2 separate regions of the Pan troglodytes genome follow, and region 2 is linked to region 1. Evidence: chromatin contacts called from public Hi-C data. All regions are on one chromosome and are shown on one strand. Each heading gives the region's core, a stretch centred on a gene start, on an enhancer-like site or on the middle of the called end of the contact. The rest is flanking DNA. Distances are from core to core; before and after follow the strand shown.

Region 1 (5,007 bases), core at 1,122-3,621:
CAGCCGAAACAGCCACAGCCAAGTACAAGTGCAAATTAACTGCCCTGGTCAAGTGTGTCAGTGACTGCACATTGGTTTCTGTTCTCTGGCTATTTGCAAAACCTCTCCCACCTTTGTGTTTCACTCCACCACCAACCCCAGGTAAAAAAGTCTCCCTCTCTTCCACTCACACCCATAGCGGGAGAGACCTCATGCAGATTTGCATTGTTTTGGAGTAAGAATTCAATGCAGCAGCTTAATTTTTCTGTATTGCAGTGTTTATAGGCTTCTTGTGTGTTCAACTTGATTTCATAAATTAAAAACAATGGTCAGAGCCATTGTGTCATCCTGATTTTTTTTTTTTTTAAGATAGAAGATGGTGGTGGTGTAGTTTGTTTCATTATTAACTTAGTGATTCTCCTGGGCCAGCACAGTGCTAAGCCCTTGAAAGGACAGGAATAGTGTCAGACCTCTGGCTGCAGGCCAAGATTGGACAGTGTGGATGGAGCAAGAGGCTGGAATGTTCAAGAGGTGCATGTTCCTGCTTTACCCAGAGCAGCAACCTAATAGCTCCTTAGCTCTCTCCACTCTCCTGGGTATTGTCCGAGCCACCGTGGGAGGTGGGCAGGGATGAGGTTGCTGTCTTCAGGCTTCCCTCACATCACAGAGCCAACAGTAACAGTCGCTAGGTCTGGCGTGTGAAGCCCTCAGGATCTAGCCCCAGCCTTGTCTCCACTCCCTCCTCTGTGACAGAGCAGGCTCCTGCCCACGGTTCCATGCACCCCTTCTCTTGTCCTGAGCCTTTGTGCAGAATAGGCTTTTCCGTCGGTCTGGATTGCCTTTTGGCCTTCTCCATCCTGGAGCACTGCCATGGGTCCTCTAGTCCTGAGCCTCTAAGGGGAAGCAGTGCTTCTCCTGGGGCTCCCTTAGTGTCCCGTGCTTACCCTCTTCATAGCACTTGCCATGCTGTGTTCCCTTAGCTGAGCTCCTTGGGAGAAGAGGAACTCAAGGCTTGGTCAGCCTGGTATAAATATGTGCTCAGGGAACTAGGGACTTCCCAATGCTGCCCCAGCTTTGTCTGGATCAGTGTAGGTGAGTATCCACAACTCCCACAACCATGGGAGAAGCATAGATTTCTGCACAGCTGTCTGGCTTCCAAACAGATATTCGTCGGGGCACAATACAATACAGTTGTTTAGTTCAAGGGGTGCTAGGGAATTGAAGAGGATACACAAAGGGACCAAGATACCCCAAGATCTAAGTAGCTAGCCTCTCTCAGCCTCATGGTTGGCACTTTTATCTAATTAGCATTTAGTCTTGAAGGTCCTGAGAAATAATTTTTTTTTTTTTTTGAGACAGGGTCTTGCTCCGTTGCCCAGGTTGGAGTACAATGACACAATCACAGCTCACTGCAACCTCACACTCCTGGGCCCAGGCAGTCCTCCCGCCTCAGCCTCCCAAGTAGCTGGGACTACAGGCACACAACACCACATCTGGCTGAATTTTTTTTTTTTTAGTAGAGATGGGGTCTCACTATGTTGCTTAGGCTGGTCTCAAAACTCCTGCCCTCAAGTGATCCTCTTGCCTCAGCCTCCCAAAGTGCTGAGATTACAGGTGTGAGCCACTGTGCCCATCTATAAGTCTTAATAGTGTTTTTTGTACCTGAGCATATAGACACCCACTGATTGAGACTTGCCCAGGGCCACGCAGCAGCCAAGTAGCAGAGGTGGGATTAGTATCTTCCTTTTGGGCCCAGGACAAGTTCAGAAAACTACTTCAGTCTCAGAAGTGTTGCCAAGGAATGGCCTCCCATCCCCCAGTGTCACCAGTGACCTGAATAGGAGGGGAAATTGCCCTTGTCTGTGAGGTCAGCTCCTGACTGACAGCTATCAGAGAATGGCAGGGAGACTCTCCATTTTCCAAATGATGCAGTGGTGGTCAGTGGGGTTAGTAAGCGGGCTCAATATCCCCTAATAGCACCTGAGCCGTGGGAGTGAAGCCACTTGTCATAAGCCAAACATTGATCCCCTGATGACTGTCCGTGTCCTGTCCTAGCCATCTAACAGCAAATTCTTTTCCTTGGTGGAGGAGCTAATACGTAGACAGGCTTTAAAAGACAGGAGCAGCCTTCCAAGCAGTGCTACTCTCGCCTGGTAAGGTGAAGTTGGTGGGCAGAGCTTCCAGAGTGTCCTGGATCTGCCATTAAACAAGGAATATCCCTCCCCAGCTAATCTACTTAATACATAAGCACCACGGAAAAGCAGAGTTCTTGGCTGCATGCCAGGTACCCAGTATTAAGAAGCCAGGACAAAAGTAGTTATGGAAACCATTTTAATGCTAGGAGAATGTTTTTACTTACTGCCCAGGGAAGCTGTAGGGCTTGGCCCACATCCCGCAGGGCCTGGGGCCCCTGGAAGCCACTCACTGAGTTACAGCCCCCTCCCCACTCCTGTATCTGCTCAGGGTGGTGATGTGTTTGGCTCCTAGACTCTCTCTCATGGTTCCCCTGACAATCTTGCTTGGGAAGCCACCGAGTCACTGCCAAGGTGACATGCTTCCCCATCTGCAGTGCCCTATGCTTCCTGTCAGGAAGGACAGGTTGGGGAATATCCCTTTGTAGAGCCCATACGATGAGTGTGTCAGGTATAATAGCTATTTTCACACAAGGAATCTCATTCCGTTTTAACCAATAATCCAGTGACACATAGGTATTGTTGCCATTTCACAAACTTGGGAATTGGGGCTCAGGGAGGTGAAGTGACTTGGCCAAGATCATACAGCTAGTAAGTGAATGCTGAAGTTTGAACCCTGGCATTCTGGCTCCAGAGCTCTCATTTGTGCTTAAAATAGGAACCCAGTCAAAAGCAGGGACTGTGCTCTTTCTGTTGCTAATTGTTCCCATTGATTTAAAAGTTTCCTTTGGAGAGAAAGTATCATAATAAACATGCAGTTGTGAAAACAAGCTCTCAAAGCAACTCTCCTTCCAGCTTTTGGTCTGGAGAGAGATGGCTCTGGGGTGAGGGTAGAGAATTATCCAGGAAGTGGGACTGGCCAGGGTGACTGGCTGCTGTGGACAAGCAAGGTAACATCCACAGATGACTAGATTTTAACAAGCTGCCAAAGCCTGCCACACCTTTTCATCCACTATGTTTTCCCTTCGAGACAAAGATCTGAGAGAGAACGTGGGGGAAACAAGGGCAATGGTTCGGATTTGGCCAGTGGTTTTTTGCAAAAAGGGGAAAAGCAGAGGGTAAGACCATGAAAGTAACTTGGCCTTCCTCTGCCAGAGCTTGAGTGTCCTGATTCTGAAGTGATAGAATAGATTCTTTTCTGGGAAGAGGGCCCCTGTGAGTTTCCGGGGGGCTCTGTGACCTGGAAGCACAGCACAGGAAGTCTCCTAGAGGGAATTTCTCCAGCCAGTCTGCCAAACAGCTCTGCTTCTGAGGCTACCACACAAGCCACAAATACAGAGACATAGCAGCCCAGTGAGGCTTCTGCTGTGCTTGAGAGCCTAGCTGGAAGGCCCAGAGCCCACCTTACAGCCCCTTAGAACAGCCAAGGCGTCATCCAGGCCATGTGTGTGTCCGTTCACACCTTTCAGTTGGGAAACAGGGATCCCCTGGAGACTTGTCTGGCAAAGATGATGCTATTCACAAATCATGTCATGTGTTCCCCCCACGCTTCCAGTGTACTTCTCATAGACCATGGTGGGACACTGAACAAATTCAGAGGTGACGGTCAAATTTACATTCCTGTGAAAAAGTGACATAATGACTTAGCCAGAGCCTTTGGATCCAAACTCCAGCTGAGGGCAGTATGGAAACCAGGGTCCCTGCTTGGAACTAAAATCCCCTGATATCTGAGAGTGCTATTGGCTTTTCATGAAGGCAGAAGAGTGACACAAATCTGACATTTGTGTCAAGAGGACTCTGAGGAGTCTGCTACCCAGTCCTTGTGCAGTCAGGTTGTCAGCAGACTCACGCAGCAGCACCAATAGATTCCAGTAAATCCCTGCAGAATGAAACCTGTGAGAAGGTGGCCTTCAATTAAGGAAGGACCCCAAAGGGCAATTCCACACCCTGCATTTTCCATTTCCTCTTATAGAGGAAGAGAGGTTGCTAGCAGCACCTCCGCCCAGCCAGGGTGTGGGTCCCCACTGGTGCCATCTTGCCGGCCAGCCCACAGATGGAATCTTGAAGGTCCTGAGGCAGCAAGGTGAGGGGCTTATTTAAGGGGTATGGCCAGGTGGCTGAAGGAGGAAGCTGCTGGCCAGAATTCCCAGGCGGTTTCCACAGTGGAAATCTCCCCACTGCCAACTTCCATGGCTTGTCTGTTCTTTCCCACCTACCCTCTGACCAGTCCATAAAGAGAGCAGAAGCGGGAAAGGGAGGAAGCAGCCAGGGGCAGCCTGCAAAGCGTCTGCTCTGCTCAGCTGGGTCCATGGCTGTGCGTGCCAACACCTCTATCCTTGAAGTATCCAGACTCCACTTCTAGGATTCGCTGGGGATGATGGGACAGCTGCAGCTTCCTGGTCCCAGACAGAAATACACAGATTCTGGTCCAGACCCTAGTCTTGTAAGCCTCTGTCCAGGTGGGGCTGACAGCAGAACCCTGAAGGGCTCGTCCACCAAGAGTCAGGCAGTTCTAGCCCTGAGAGAGGTAGAGGGGCCCCAACAATTTGAGCTCCTACTAAAGGCTAAAGGCCCCTTTCTGGACTTTGGCAAAAAAAAGGAAGTCTTTTTTTTTTCTCCTTAAGTTAGGGGTAGGAAAATACATCCATCATGAATGTTTGAAACCACACCGCAGCCCTCACATTCCAGTTGACCTCAACAGGCCATCTGTCAGAGCCCAGTCCAACAAGTGACTGGACTGGACTCTTCTGTAGGCCTGGTAAGTCACTTGGGTTAAGACAGCTAACCTTGAGCTTTTCCTCCCCCGCAGAGAGGCACTGCCCCTGGTAAAGAGACACCAGAGGCCCCATTTTTCTACAATGGAATGTCAGCATAGGCAGGGACCTCCTCCAGTTGA
Region 2 (5,007 bases), core at 1,505-4,004, 81 kb before region 1:
TAATTATAAACACTTCTAGGTTTTTAACAAAGGCAGTAGTTTTTAGCAGGCAGTAGTTTTTAACTATTAATACTAAGGCAGCAGGCTAAGGCAGTAGTTTTTAACAGGATGGTACTGCCCCCTAGGGGGCATTTTGGAAATTTGATGGTGTGCTTTTATTAGTCAGCAATTGGCGAGAGGATGCTTGTATTTAGCTCTTGAATGGGGACGAGGGCCTGACAAATGAAATAGGTAAGACAATCCTGCACAGCTAAAAGTTACCCTGTATAAATGTCAAAGATCTCTTCATACAAGCAAAAAGCTCATAATTATTTAGGCCTAGAACTTAAACATGTTTTACGTGTTTTTGGCATAGTTTTAATATAGATTGAATTTTTAGGAATTTTGTTATCTTGTAAATCAGGGAGAAATCGTACTTTGATTTGTTCTGAACTTTACCAAGAGTTATTCACTATTTCAGAAAATCATGTCACCGGCAGCAATGTACTTCAGCCTGTATTTGCAGCTCCCTCATTCAGGGTGATTAGATGTAGATATATGTATACAAATATATAGATATGTTTCTTAGGTCCTTGTTTTGAAACATCAAATATAAAAAAGTAAGCATTGGCCGGGTACGGTGGCTCACGCCTGTAATCCCAGCACTTTGGGAGGCTGAGGAGGGCGGATGATGAGGTCAGGAGTCCGAAACCAGCCTGGCCAACATGGTGAAACTCCATCTCTACTAAAAATACAAAAACTAGCTGGGCATGGTGACGTGCACCTGTAATCCCAGCTACTCGGGAGGCTGAGGCAGGAGAATCACTTGAACCTGGGAGGCGGAGGTTACAGTGAGCTGAGATCGCGCCACTGCACTTCAGCCTGGGCGACAGAGCAAGACTCCATCTCAAGAAAAAAAAAAATTAAGAATTTACCATTGAATATTGTATCATCTTAAATCCAAACTTATATGGTTGCAAACAACTCATTCTTTCATTATACCTTTTGGTGTAATAGTGCTTGAGCATGTACATACTGAAATATACACTATTTTATTACAAATAATTTTCTTGTGTTTCTCTTTTGTTTGGGCAATACCTTGTGTGTAACTATAATAGAGAATGTCATCTATGAATTTCATTTCAGGATAGTAGAGAGCATTACAAAGTATTTTTAATCTTCACAAAAAATGTGTAGCCCTGGATTAACAATACTGCTATGCACAGTCAGATTTTAAATCAGATAATAAATTTATAAGATTGAAACAGTGTGATATTGTTGCCAGAAGAGATAGCTTTTTGGAACAGAACAGAAAATATCCAAACAGATATACTGGTATATATACCAGCTAATGAGTTTTGAATATAAAGATGGAATATCAAATTGAAGGTGAAATGTAAGATGATTCAATAATGGTAGTGGAACAACTGGCTAAGACATATATGGATACATAAAACACTATATGTACCAATCTAAATTCCAGACGGATTAAAGTAAATCTTAAATAGCAAACCCCAGAAGAATCTAAAGAAAATACAAGTGACAGTGTATTGAATAGCTAGTAGAAATGGCCTTTTCTAAAGACAAAAATAATAAAGTAAAATACTGGTAAGTTTGCATAAATATTAAACACTTTTCTGTTTTAAAAAAAACACCAAAAAGGCAGGAATGAAGTATAAATAAAAATTTGCAACATCTATGAGAATGGATGAAGATAATTAATATATCATTAATTCCTACATACCAATAAGGATCCTTGTTCAGTAGAACAAGGATCCAAGAATATGAGAAGATAACTCACAAAATAAGGAGTACATGAAGCTAATAAACTTAAAAATAGTTTAGTCTCACTAGTGGTGAAGAGAAAAGTATATTAAAATAAGTCACCTATTAAATCAACAAAGGGTTTTTGTGTTATTGTTTCTTAACGACAAAGCTAATTGTTAGTGAGGAGTAGAAAAAAAATAGATTCTCTCACATACTTCTGGGAAAATGTAAACTGATGACAATAGTTTTGGATGCCAACATAACAACACAGGTATCAGGTGCTGTAAAAAATGCACAGTTTCTGACCCAGCAGTTCCACCTCCAGGAATATACAGAAAACACTTGTGCCCCATAATGTTAGCACTTCATGCTAAAATAACTTATCAGAGCAAAAATTAGACTTTGAACCCTTAAAAGGGAGGGCTGATACGTTGAACCCACGGGGATGGAATATTTAATGACAAATATCATATTGAAGTTCTGGAAAAGGCAAATGGGCGGGGATGGTTGCCAGGAGCAGGGCGGGGGTGACTCCAAAAGCGCATGAGAGAATTGATGGAGGAGGGGGCGGGGCATGTAAAAAAAACGGTCTGAATCAGAGCTGTCAAAGCCTCCCAGACTCACAGAAGTGTACACTAAAAGGGTGAATTTTACTTTGTAAATCACCTACACCTTAATAAACTTGACTTTTTAAAAATCTTGTTGAAGGATATTAAGCAGCCTGGGGAAATCTAAATGGTTGATTAACTAAAGTAAGTAATTTGCAAGGCAGAGTGTGATGGGAAATTGGCCAGTGGTGGAGGGGGTGTTTACATATTCAGGGGAGACATAGGCTGGGAGCAAACGTGCCAGAATGTATTTATATTAGTGTCTCTCTGGAAGTTAAACATCGTTTATTAAATTAAACATCATTTTTCTCCTTGCATTTTGTTTGTTTCTTTGTTATTGTTGTGTTGTTTTTGGTTTTGGTTTTTGCAGCAAACAGCTCTTCTGTTATTGGCGGGGTTGGAGTGGGGGGCGGTGCTACAGCAATTTGGAAGCAGGGCTCACTTGCTCTGGCTTCTAGGTTCTTTCCAGCGCTTTTCTCTTCGGTAGATCCATCAAGCCGGGACAGGCGAGCCGGGGAGTCGCGAAGGCTCCCGGGCGAGCGGGGTGGGGCGGGGGGCGGGGCCTGCGTCTCTCTAGGGCAGAGTGGGCGCGTCCCTACTGGATGGAGGGGGAAGTAACACCCCAAGAACGCTGTCATTTCCTGGGCCAAGTTGGGACCCGGACGGCCTCACCATGATGAGTGAGTCTTGCTTCCCCAGGGGGCTGGCGGGCTGGGCTGGGGGCAGGCTTCTCCGACCCCAGCCCAGGAAGGGACAGGGAATAGCTTCATTCCCTGACTTCATCAACCAGCTGACCTACTGACTCCCTCTCCCTCCCTTCCTCCCTCCCCTTCCCTTCCTCCCTCCGCTCCTTGCTTCCCTCCCCCTCCCTTCTTCCCTCCCCCTCCCTCCCTTTCTGCCCCTCTCGCTCCTCTTTCTCCCCTTTCCCCTCTCCCTCTGCCTTCCCCTGGCACTCTCTCTCTAGAACGGGCAGCTGCTGCTGCAGTGGGAGGAGGTAAGTTACCCGGATCGCCTGTCTCCAGGCCCTCACCTAGCCTGGTCCCGGGGCTGCTGGGAGAACGCAGAGATGAGGCGCTGGGCTGGCTCTCATCCTCTCATCCTCTCACCCTCCACTTCCGAAGCTGCCCGAGTAGCCTGAGTGAGCCACAAGGGCCGAGAGCAGCATCAAAATACTCCAGGGAAAAGCTCACTCCCATTCCTGACCCAGCTTCTCTTCTAGTCCTTATGTCGAATCAGCATAGGAGGAAGATCGTTTGAAAGAGGGTTTGCAGCTAAACTCCACATGGCTTATTTCACATTTATGCGTGGACACACACACATACACACACACACACACACACACACACAAATTTGAGACCCAATGAAGGGTATTGACTTCCTCAGCATCACACAGCAAGTTAGAGACAAACCAGGGCCATGGCTGGTCCTTCTATGACATCTTTGCTTCACCTGGCTCCACACTCCACCTTTTCTTCACCAGAAGACCACTAACCTGCCATCTCTCTATTGCTCAAGCTGACAGTCTCCGGAAACTGTCAAGGAATTCCTAAGCGGGGGGCGGGGGGAAGGGTCCCTTCTCCTGAGCCCACCTCTGCACTCAGCTTCTCTCTCCCCACAGCCCTGGCAGTGGGGGCTGTGCCCGTGGTGCTCAGTGCCATGGGCTTCACTGGGGCAGGAATCGCCGCGTCCTCCATAGCAGCCAAGATGATGTCCGCAGCAGCCATTGCCAACGGGGGTGGTGTTTCTGCGGGGAGCCTGGTGGCTACTCTGCAGTCTGTGGGTAAGTGTCCTAGACAGGACCACCAGAGCTGCGAGAAGATCCAGCCCTGAGGCTGAGCCCGAGGGAAGCTCTTCTCACCCTGCAGTTCCGTGACCCTCAGCTTCCTGGGTCTTCAGTCTCTCCCTCACTGTCCCCTCTTCTGGCTCCTTCTGAGTGAGGTTTGGGGTGGGAGTGGAGGGGTGATGGGGTGCTGGGTAGGGAGAAGAGGAAAGGAACCTAGGCCAAGAGCAATGCCTGGGTTCTGACACCTGGGTGACCTGGGCAAGGTCCCCTGTCCTTTCTGGGCCTCAGTGGCCTCCTGTGTAAAGTGAGGGGCTCTGTAGCTCTTAGGGTCTGTCTGTGGATGACTCTCCCTCTGTCTCTCAGTTTCCGTGAATTCACCCCTGAGCTGTCTTTTAGTTGCCTCTAGCAGCTTCTACCCATGGCAGAGCCCTGGGATTTTCAGGACCTGGAGGAGGGATCCGGGTGGGATTTCTGGGCCACTGCCCGACCCCTGTGCTCATTCTCTGTCTCCTCCACAGGGGCAGCTGGACTCTCCACATCATCCAACATCCTCCTGGCCTCTGTTGGGTCAGTGTTGGGGGCCTGCTTGGGGAATTCATCTTCTTCTTCTCTCCCAGCTGAACCCGAGGCTAAAGATGAGGCAAGAGAAAATGTACCCCAAGGTGAACCTCCAAAACCCCCACTCAAGTCAGAGAAACATGAGGAATAAAGGTCACATGCAGATGCGTCTCCCTGTTTTGCTTCTTGCAGCTCTGGTTGGAGTTCTGAGCTGGAGGTTTCCAGTTCTCCCTCTCTCCTAGACTGCCCTGTCGTGGAGGGGCAGAGGGAGGTGGTTGGCCACGCAGATAATCGGTAGGCAGAAGGCTTTGA

The links. A called contact is a pair of places that touch in the nucleus more often than the background predicts.
Region 2: a contact with region 1 is called in a Hi-C map of stem cell-derived neural progenitor cells, with 2.7 times the contacts expected there. The contact joins the promoter of IFI27L2 here to the enhancer-like site in region 1. A contact is called at or near these places in 5 of 7 Hi-C or Micro-C datasets (blood, induced pluripotent stem cells, a lymphoblastoid cell line and 1 more), 1 of 1 datasets of contacts at active chromatin or transcription factors (stem cell-derived excitatory neurons) and 1 of 1 other capture datasets (stem cell-derived neural stem cells).

The regions. Positions count from the first base shown.
Region 1 is chr15:92,054,680-92,059,686 of NHGRI_mPanTro3-v2.0_pri, reverse strand. DDX24 (DEAD-box helicase 24) reads left to right here. Exons shown (of 9, transcript NM_001279842.1): 9 at 1-313. The coding sequence ends at 39. Among named protein-coding and RNA genes, the nearest start is that of DDX24, 33 kb to the left of the region's middle. Within about 2 kb of position 2,371, at least 7 of the 24 cell types and tissues checked have an H3K27ac peak or open chromatin away from gene starts, as enhancers often do. A contact at or near this core is called in stem cell-derived neural progenitor cells and stem cell-derived neural stem cells, where this site is marked.
Region 2 is chr15:92,136,058-92,141,064 of NHGRI_mPanTro3-v2.0_pri, reverse strand. It overlaps IFI27L2 (interferon alpha inducible protein 27 like 2), which reads left to right and starts at 2,754. Exons shown (of 4, transcript XM_016926665.4): 1 at 2,754-3,034; 2 at 3,319-3,348; 3 at 3,973-4,134; 4 at 4,656-4,858. The coding sequence starts at 3,028. The coding sequence ends at 4,846.